Linked DNA regions of Mus musculus: region 1 is linked to region 2. A link is a contact called in public HiChIP or PLAC-seq data. All regions are on one chromosome and are shown on one strand. Each heading gives the region's core, a stretch centred on a gene start, on an enhancer-like site or on the middle of the called end of the contact. The rest is flanking DNA. Distances are from core to core; before and after follow the strand shown. Region 1 overlaps 8030451A03Rik (a long non-coding RNA gene). Region 2 has its middle 23 kb from the start of Atp6v1g1.

Region 1 (3,330 bases), core at 50-2,549, 540 kb after region 2:
GCATGTACAGAGGCCAGAGGAGGATAATGGATGGGCAGTTCTCAATACTCTTCCTTATTCTCTTGAATCAGGTTCTCATTGAACCTGGACCTATGTCAGTGGCCAGCAAGATCATCTCTGCCCCTCATCACACTGGGGTTGCAGGTACTTCTAGCCATGCCCAACACTTTATGTGGGCACTTGGGGATTCAAACTCAGGTCCTCATACAAACAGAGCAAACTGCCTTACCTGAAAAGCTATCTCCACAGGTCTAAGATCAGAATCCAAGTTAAAGCTCAGACACTTATCAGCTGTATGTCCTGGGCAAGAATGTCGATCAGCTGAGCCCCAGTCTTCATGTATGAAGTAGAGATAAGTGTGCAGTCCCTCCTGCTGTGGTCTGAGGAGCACTGTCCACATTGCCTCTGGCTTTGTTCTTCTTTAACTAGTGCCATTTGACCCACAAATCAAAGTCACTCAGCTAGGTTTATTGAGATAGGATCTTACTATGTGCATTATAGACTAGCCAGGAACTTGCTATGGAAAGCAGGCTGACATCAAACATTTTGGCACTCTTCTTGCCTCAGTTTCCCCAGGGCTGAGATTCCAGGAACTACCTTGTCTGCCCTGCCCCTGCTCTGTTTTTTAATTTATGTCTAAAATAGTATAAGAAACTGTAGACTCACTGTGTCTTCAAAATTTCCCCTGATCTTTTGATAAGAAGGTATTCTAATTTGTCCCACTCTGGGGATTCTTAACTGGCTATGATTTTTATCACCCACACAAGGAGAACTCAGAGTGAACTGGAAATGTTTTAATCTGTAATAGGTAGGAGTGAACAGAGGTGCCACTACCAAATAGAATGGATGGATCAGAGTTGCTGATGTCCACCTACAATTAACAGAACAGCCTCATTCACTTTCCCAGCTGAAAAAAAAAAGTTCATAGTGCCAAGATCTTGCAACCCTGGCCTATACTCTCTGTCATGACATAATGTGCACTTGCATGTACACCATGCATGTATGGATGTGCACCTACACGAATGACCTTCACATCCACATGCACATAGGTACACTTTCAGTTCTCGGCTTCCAAGAAAGGAGCAGCGTACAGAGATTAGAGCAGGACTGAGTGCCAGGATGATGTCATGCTGGGGAGACCCACGCCTGCTGTGGCGAGACATTCTCTGTCCAAAGATCTCGCCATTTCCGTGCAGACCCCTCACCTCACCACCACCGCCTCCTCATATCCTGCTCAGGTCCCTCCTGGGAGCTCAGGGAGACCTCGGAGCAGATGGAGTTTCACTTAGTCACTCTCCCTACAGCCAGATCGGGTTACATGGCCAAGGGCTCTGGTGCTGAGCTGCTCACTTTGACTGGAGTGATCTGGGTTGGCTCTTTACCTTCCAGGATGTGGATTGGCCACTGGGCAAGGCTTGTTTGTAGTTTTCTATCCTAAGGAAAGAGGCTGAGAAACACGCAAAGCAAAAAGGATGCCTAGATCCTGTGTTGAGAGCAGAGCCTGGAGTTCATGCTTCTTTGTTCTTATCGCTAGAGGTAATGAATATTCAGCAACTTTCTAAATGAAGTATACAAATGATAGCAATCTCCATGGAGTCGTATGGCATGTGTATCTTAATGCTTTTTGCGACAAGAGAATATCAGGGTCTTGATAGCTTTTGGAAAAAAGATTTTTTTTTTTTAAAAAACTTTTGGCGGTTACAGAGTTCAAGATCTAAATGCTGATAGAGGGTCTGTTGAGGACCCCATTTCCTGGTTCACACAATCACCTCTTCACTTGCTTTCACAGTGGCCAAAGGAGCCAATACATTCCTTGAGGCTTCAATGACAGGGGTTCTAATCCCATTCACAAAAGACCTGCCCTCATGACCTAGTCACCACTCACGTGCCCCACATTCTGATAGCACACTGGAGATGATGTTTTCAGATATACATTCAGAAGGGGACAACAGAAATGTAATTTAATGTGGTTTATACAGGCTAACACTGGATCTTAAAACTCTGAGCAGCTATAATACATCTAGTATTGCATCTCTTCTGCAACCCACAAGCAGCAGCTATAGACTGCTAAAATTCCAGAGTCGATATCATGGCAGTCCAGTGAAGTAGGCTTAACTAAGGAGAGGGTAGCTTCCAGTAGAAGAACTAGCTTTCCAGCTTGAGTCTCACTCCCTTCCAGATCTAGTTTTTAATACTTCATAAGATGCCTCTTACAAGGTCGTTTCCTTCTTTTCTGCTGAGGAGAGAACTAATCTGTAGAAAACATAAATAACCCCAGAGCTCCCAGCTGCAGGCATGCTACTACCCCTCTGTGAGTCCTCTTGGCATCTAACTTTAGCAAATACAAGTTAGTTTCAAAGGTCTTCCATGGCACCTAAGTATCTGTACATGACTGCCTGATTACATACCCGAGGCTGTCACTTTCTGCTTATGGTTCTAAAGCTAGGTACCAGGAACCTACACTAGCTGTAATTACTCTTCACAATCTTGGTTAAGCGTGTAAAATGGGATAACTCTCTAATAATCCAGAAGAAGTCCTAGAGCCAAGAGAGATAGGAGGTAGGAGTCACCCAAACTGACCCTCCGCTGTGACAAGGATTATCTGGTTTACCTCTGTATAAGTTGCAGAAATGCTCAAAGCAAAAACAGTTTGGGAAGGATGCCCTGGAGGGCGTTCTAGAGTGTCCAAAGACAGGCAGGCATGGGAGAAAATCAGGAGCCGTGTTCAGAACTCAGGTGACACAGAAGCTTATGACATTTCATAGGGAGTAACTTGCATTCATGCGGCATTTTGAACCTTCTCCAGATGACAATGTCATATTGGGAAATTTTCAGAGAGCATTGCTTTGTGTAACTACCCATAGTTGGGCCTGATGAGAAATTGTTGCCCTTTTGTAGTGATTTTGGCATCATTGGTGACATCTTTTACCAATATGTAAAAGAATTCCACTACCATCTTCTTCTCAAAGTTGTACTCCACATATGATCTCTGCTACCAGTTCTAATCTTCAGCAGCTACAGTGAATGCCAAATGGGCACTGAAAACTTCTCAGCCATTCTCTCATTGGCCAAGGACTCTCCAGTACAACTATGTCTTTCCTTCTTCTATCCCCAAGGAGACTGATGACTGTCTCTAATTTTCAGAGAAGTTTGGATTGTGGCATTGTTGTTCTTTGAAGGCTTGGTGCCCTCTACCTATTAGTTTCTGAGAGCAGTGACGGGGATGGGAAAATGATGCAGCGGGCACTAGAACGGCAGTTGCTCCTTTGTAATCTATTTTTGGCTAGGAAGCAGAGCCACATGGAAGAGATTTGATAATGTTAACAAATG
Region 2 (3,320 bases), core at 388-2,887:
AGGTAAGGGAGATGCCATAGATGTTACATCTGTTGATGCCTTGATCATCCTACGCTTTTCCAGCCCCTAACACTTTGAGACATAAAGGTCTGGTGGTTTGTTTGTTTTTTCAATCTTTTAAAATTGTGTTTATGTGTAAGCACTTTTTAAAAATTATATTAGTTCTTTGAGAATTACAACATGTTTGATCATATTCAGTCTCTCATCATCTCCCACATTACCCACCCAACTTTGCGTTTGCTGTTGTTATTGTTTTGTCGTGTTTTGTATTGCACATATACCCATGAAATCTAATTTGTGCTAGCCATATATGCTTGGATGTGTAGCTTTTCACTGGAGCATAGCTGACTTATCAGGGGCTACACTTTTAAAGAAACTACCTCTCCCTCTCCCCTTGGCTAGCAGTTGCCAGTAGCTCCTCAGATAGGGGCTAGACGGTGCACACTTCCTCTTCCTGAGTTGGCATTTGGTCTGGCTTGAGTGTGCATAGGTATTGTGCGTGCTGTTACAACTGTTGTGAATTCACATGTGCAGCTCCCTGTTGTGTCTGGAATTCACGATCTCCTTGGAGTCATCTAGCACCTCTGGCTCTTACACTCTTCTGCCATCTCTTCCACAATGACCCCCGAGCCTTGGGAAGAGGTGGTGCCCCATATAGATGTTCCATCTATGGCTGAGTGTCAGTCTCTTTTCCTCTTTGGTTGTAAGTCTCTGTGTCTCTACTGCAAATAGAAGCTTTTTTTTTTCCAATGAGGGAGGATTAAGAGATGCATTGATCTATGGATTGATTGTTGGCAGTCAGCTTAATACTATGTCCATTTAACAGAATTATAGTTGTAGGTTTCTCCCATACAGCTCATGACCTGTCTAGTCACAGATTCTTGGCCAACGATAGTACATAATTTCATTTTATGGAATGGGACAAATCCAATTAGAAAATGGGTTGGATACTCCGATGTTCATGCCGCTATTGTACAATTGTCTTGTTTCTAAGTCATAATTATAGCATTATTCTATTTCAACAGCCCAGTGTAAGGCATCAGTCCTGTGGCTGTGATGATAGAGTGCATCCTGACCTTTCATAAGCTGGTTGTATGAGGTAAAAATGGCCAGTTTGGAAAATACTTTGATAGATATCTTTTCAGCACTTGATTGAACCCAGGGCCTTATACGCAGCACTAAGGAAGCTCTGTCTCTGAACTATTAGCCCTTGTAGGTCTTAGACAATATAGAAAATACAGATTATGTGAACCAACCATTCTTAGTCTAGACATCTATGCAAAAGAAATGGAAAGGTGTCTCCGTGTACCCACTTAAACAAAATGACTCATTGAAACATTACTTGTAATAGCTCAGGCTAGACAGAGCCCAAGTGCTGAGTTGTGGAGAGCCAGACTAATGTAAGGCTTTCCCAGAGGCCCTTGTAAAAGGACAAAGGAACATTTAGTTCTGTGTCCTTGTTCAGGAATGGCTGGTCTAAAGCTGCAGTCAGTGTCCCAGGGGAGTCAAAGTTGTGGCTTCTTGGTACCCAACTCTTCCCTTGGGATATGGTTATCAACCTTTTAAGCAGCTGTACCCTGTGTTCTCTTTGCCAATATTGTCTGATTCACCTCTCTGCTGACTTTGGCCACATCCTCTCTCTTACAAAGAGTATATATGATGTGCTACTTCATAATCCATTTGCTTGGTATAAGTCATCAGCATATGCAAGACGTCTGGTGCCAGTTATTGCTTTATTGTCTTCTTTATTTCTCATCCCCAGTCTTTCCACTTGACACCTAACCTCAGGACTCCTATTCCTGTGGGTTTGCATCACTGAGTAATAAATGATTAGATAGCTGAAGCTCAGGATGTTTCCACACAGAGAAATGTTACCCAGCAATGAAAAGGAATGAACTCACCAGACATGCGTCACATGCTTGTAATCTTAGCATCCAGGAGGTAGAGGCTGGAGGACTGTGGGTTCAAAACTAGCCTGGGCTATATAGAAACACCTTGTTCCATAAACAACAAACAATATAGATGAATGAAGGAGAATGAAAGGGCTGGTGGGGGCTTTTCCAGGCTGCAGACTGGAGGCTGAAGGCTGTAGGTGGTGGGGCTAAAGTTTACAGCCTTCTCCAGAGCATTTACAAGCAGTAACATACCCACTTCTGCCTCTTGTTTGAAGCCGCTGCCTCAGCTCTCTAAGGAGATCTGTACCTCTTCTGCTTGCTGAAGCTCTCCTTCCTGCTACACACCTGTCCCTCCATTCAGAACCCCCCCCCCCCCCCGACTCACTCAGCTGCCTTCCTTCTGTACCTGCAGACAGGAACGAATCAATTTGTAAATGTCTCCAAGAGAACAGGACTCTGAGTGATTGCCAACGCTTCTCTCTGAAAGCAGGAACTTGCTGAGCTCTTGGAACACAACCGCCGCCTGTTCTTTAAAAGAAGAGAAAATCAGGGTGGAGCTGAGACGAAAGGCTGGACCATCTAGAGACTGCCATATCTGGGGATCCATCCCATAATCAGCTTCCAAATGCTGACACCATTGCATACACTAGCAAGATTTTGATGAAAGGACCCAGATATGGCTGTCTCTTGTGAGACTATGCCGGGGCCTAGCAAACACATAAGTGGATGCTCACAGTCAGCTATTGGATGGATCACAGAGCCCCCAATGGAGGAGCTAGAGAAAGTACCCAAGGAGCTGAAGGGGTCTGCAACCCTATAGGTGGAACAACAATATGAACTAACCAATACCCCCCTGGAGCTCGTGTCTCTAGCTGCATATGAATCAGAAGATGGCCTAGTCCGCCATCAGTGGAAAGAGAGGCCTATTGGTCGTGCAAACTTTATATGCCTCAGTATAGGGGAATGCCAGGGCCAAGAAGTGGGAGTGGGTGGGTAGGGGAGTGGGTGGGGGAGCATGAGGGGGACTTTTGGGATGGCATTGGAAATGTAAATGAAATAAATACCCAATTAAAAAAAAAGAAGAGAAAATGAGGCACTCCAAGTGGAGACAAGCGGACCAACACTTGCCCTGATCTTCCTGGTTTCTGAGCCCTTCCTTTCTCTCACCCCGTTCCAACTCAATACAACTGGGTATTTTCACCATCTCTTATATCTTATCAGGAAAGGCAACCAGAGCTGATGATGAGGCTTGAAAAACTCAAGAGCTGAGCCTTCAAGTGAGCTCTCTTCCCAATGAGAGGACCAAACGGGAGCCAGGTGGCTAGAGTAAGGAATTATTTGTCTAGGTGAGGTGGCACACACCTGTAATCCCAGCACTTGGGAGGCAGAGGCAGGAGCATCACTGGAAGTTTGAGGCCAGCCTTG

Evidence for each region. HiChIP or PLAC-seq counts read pairs in DNA pulled down with a chosen protein or histone mark.
Region 1: a contact with region 2 is called in a CTCF HiChIP or PLAC-seq map of the NIH/3T3 cell line, with 5 read pairs. The contact joins two enhancer-like sites.

What each region holds. Positions count from the first base shown.
Region 1 is chr4:64,064,207-64,067,536 of GRCm38.p6, forward strand. The region is part of intron 4 of 8030451A03Rik (a long non-coding RNA gene); the gene reads left to right. Among named protein-coding and RNA genes, the nearest start is that of Tnc, 19 kb to the left of the region's middle. Within about 2 kb of position 1,300, at least 53 of the 459 cell types and tissues checked have an H3K27ac peak or open chromatin away from gene starts, as enhancers often do. A contact at or near this core is called in the NIH/3T3 cell line, where this site is marked.
Region 2 is chr4:63,520,449-63,523,768 of GRCm38.p6, forward strand. No RefSeq gene overlaps it. Among named protein-coding and RNA genes, the nearest start is that of Atp6v1g1, 23 kb to the right of the region's middle. Within about 2 kb of position 1,638, at least 8 of the 459 cell types and tissues checked have an H3K27ac peak or open chromatin away from gene starts, as enhancers often do. A contact at or near this core is called in the NIH/3T3 cell line, where this site is marked.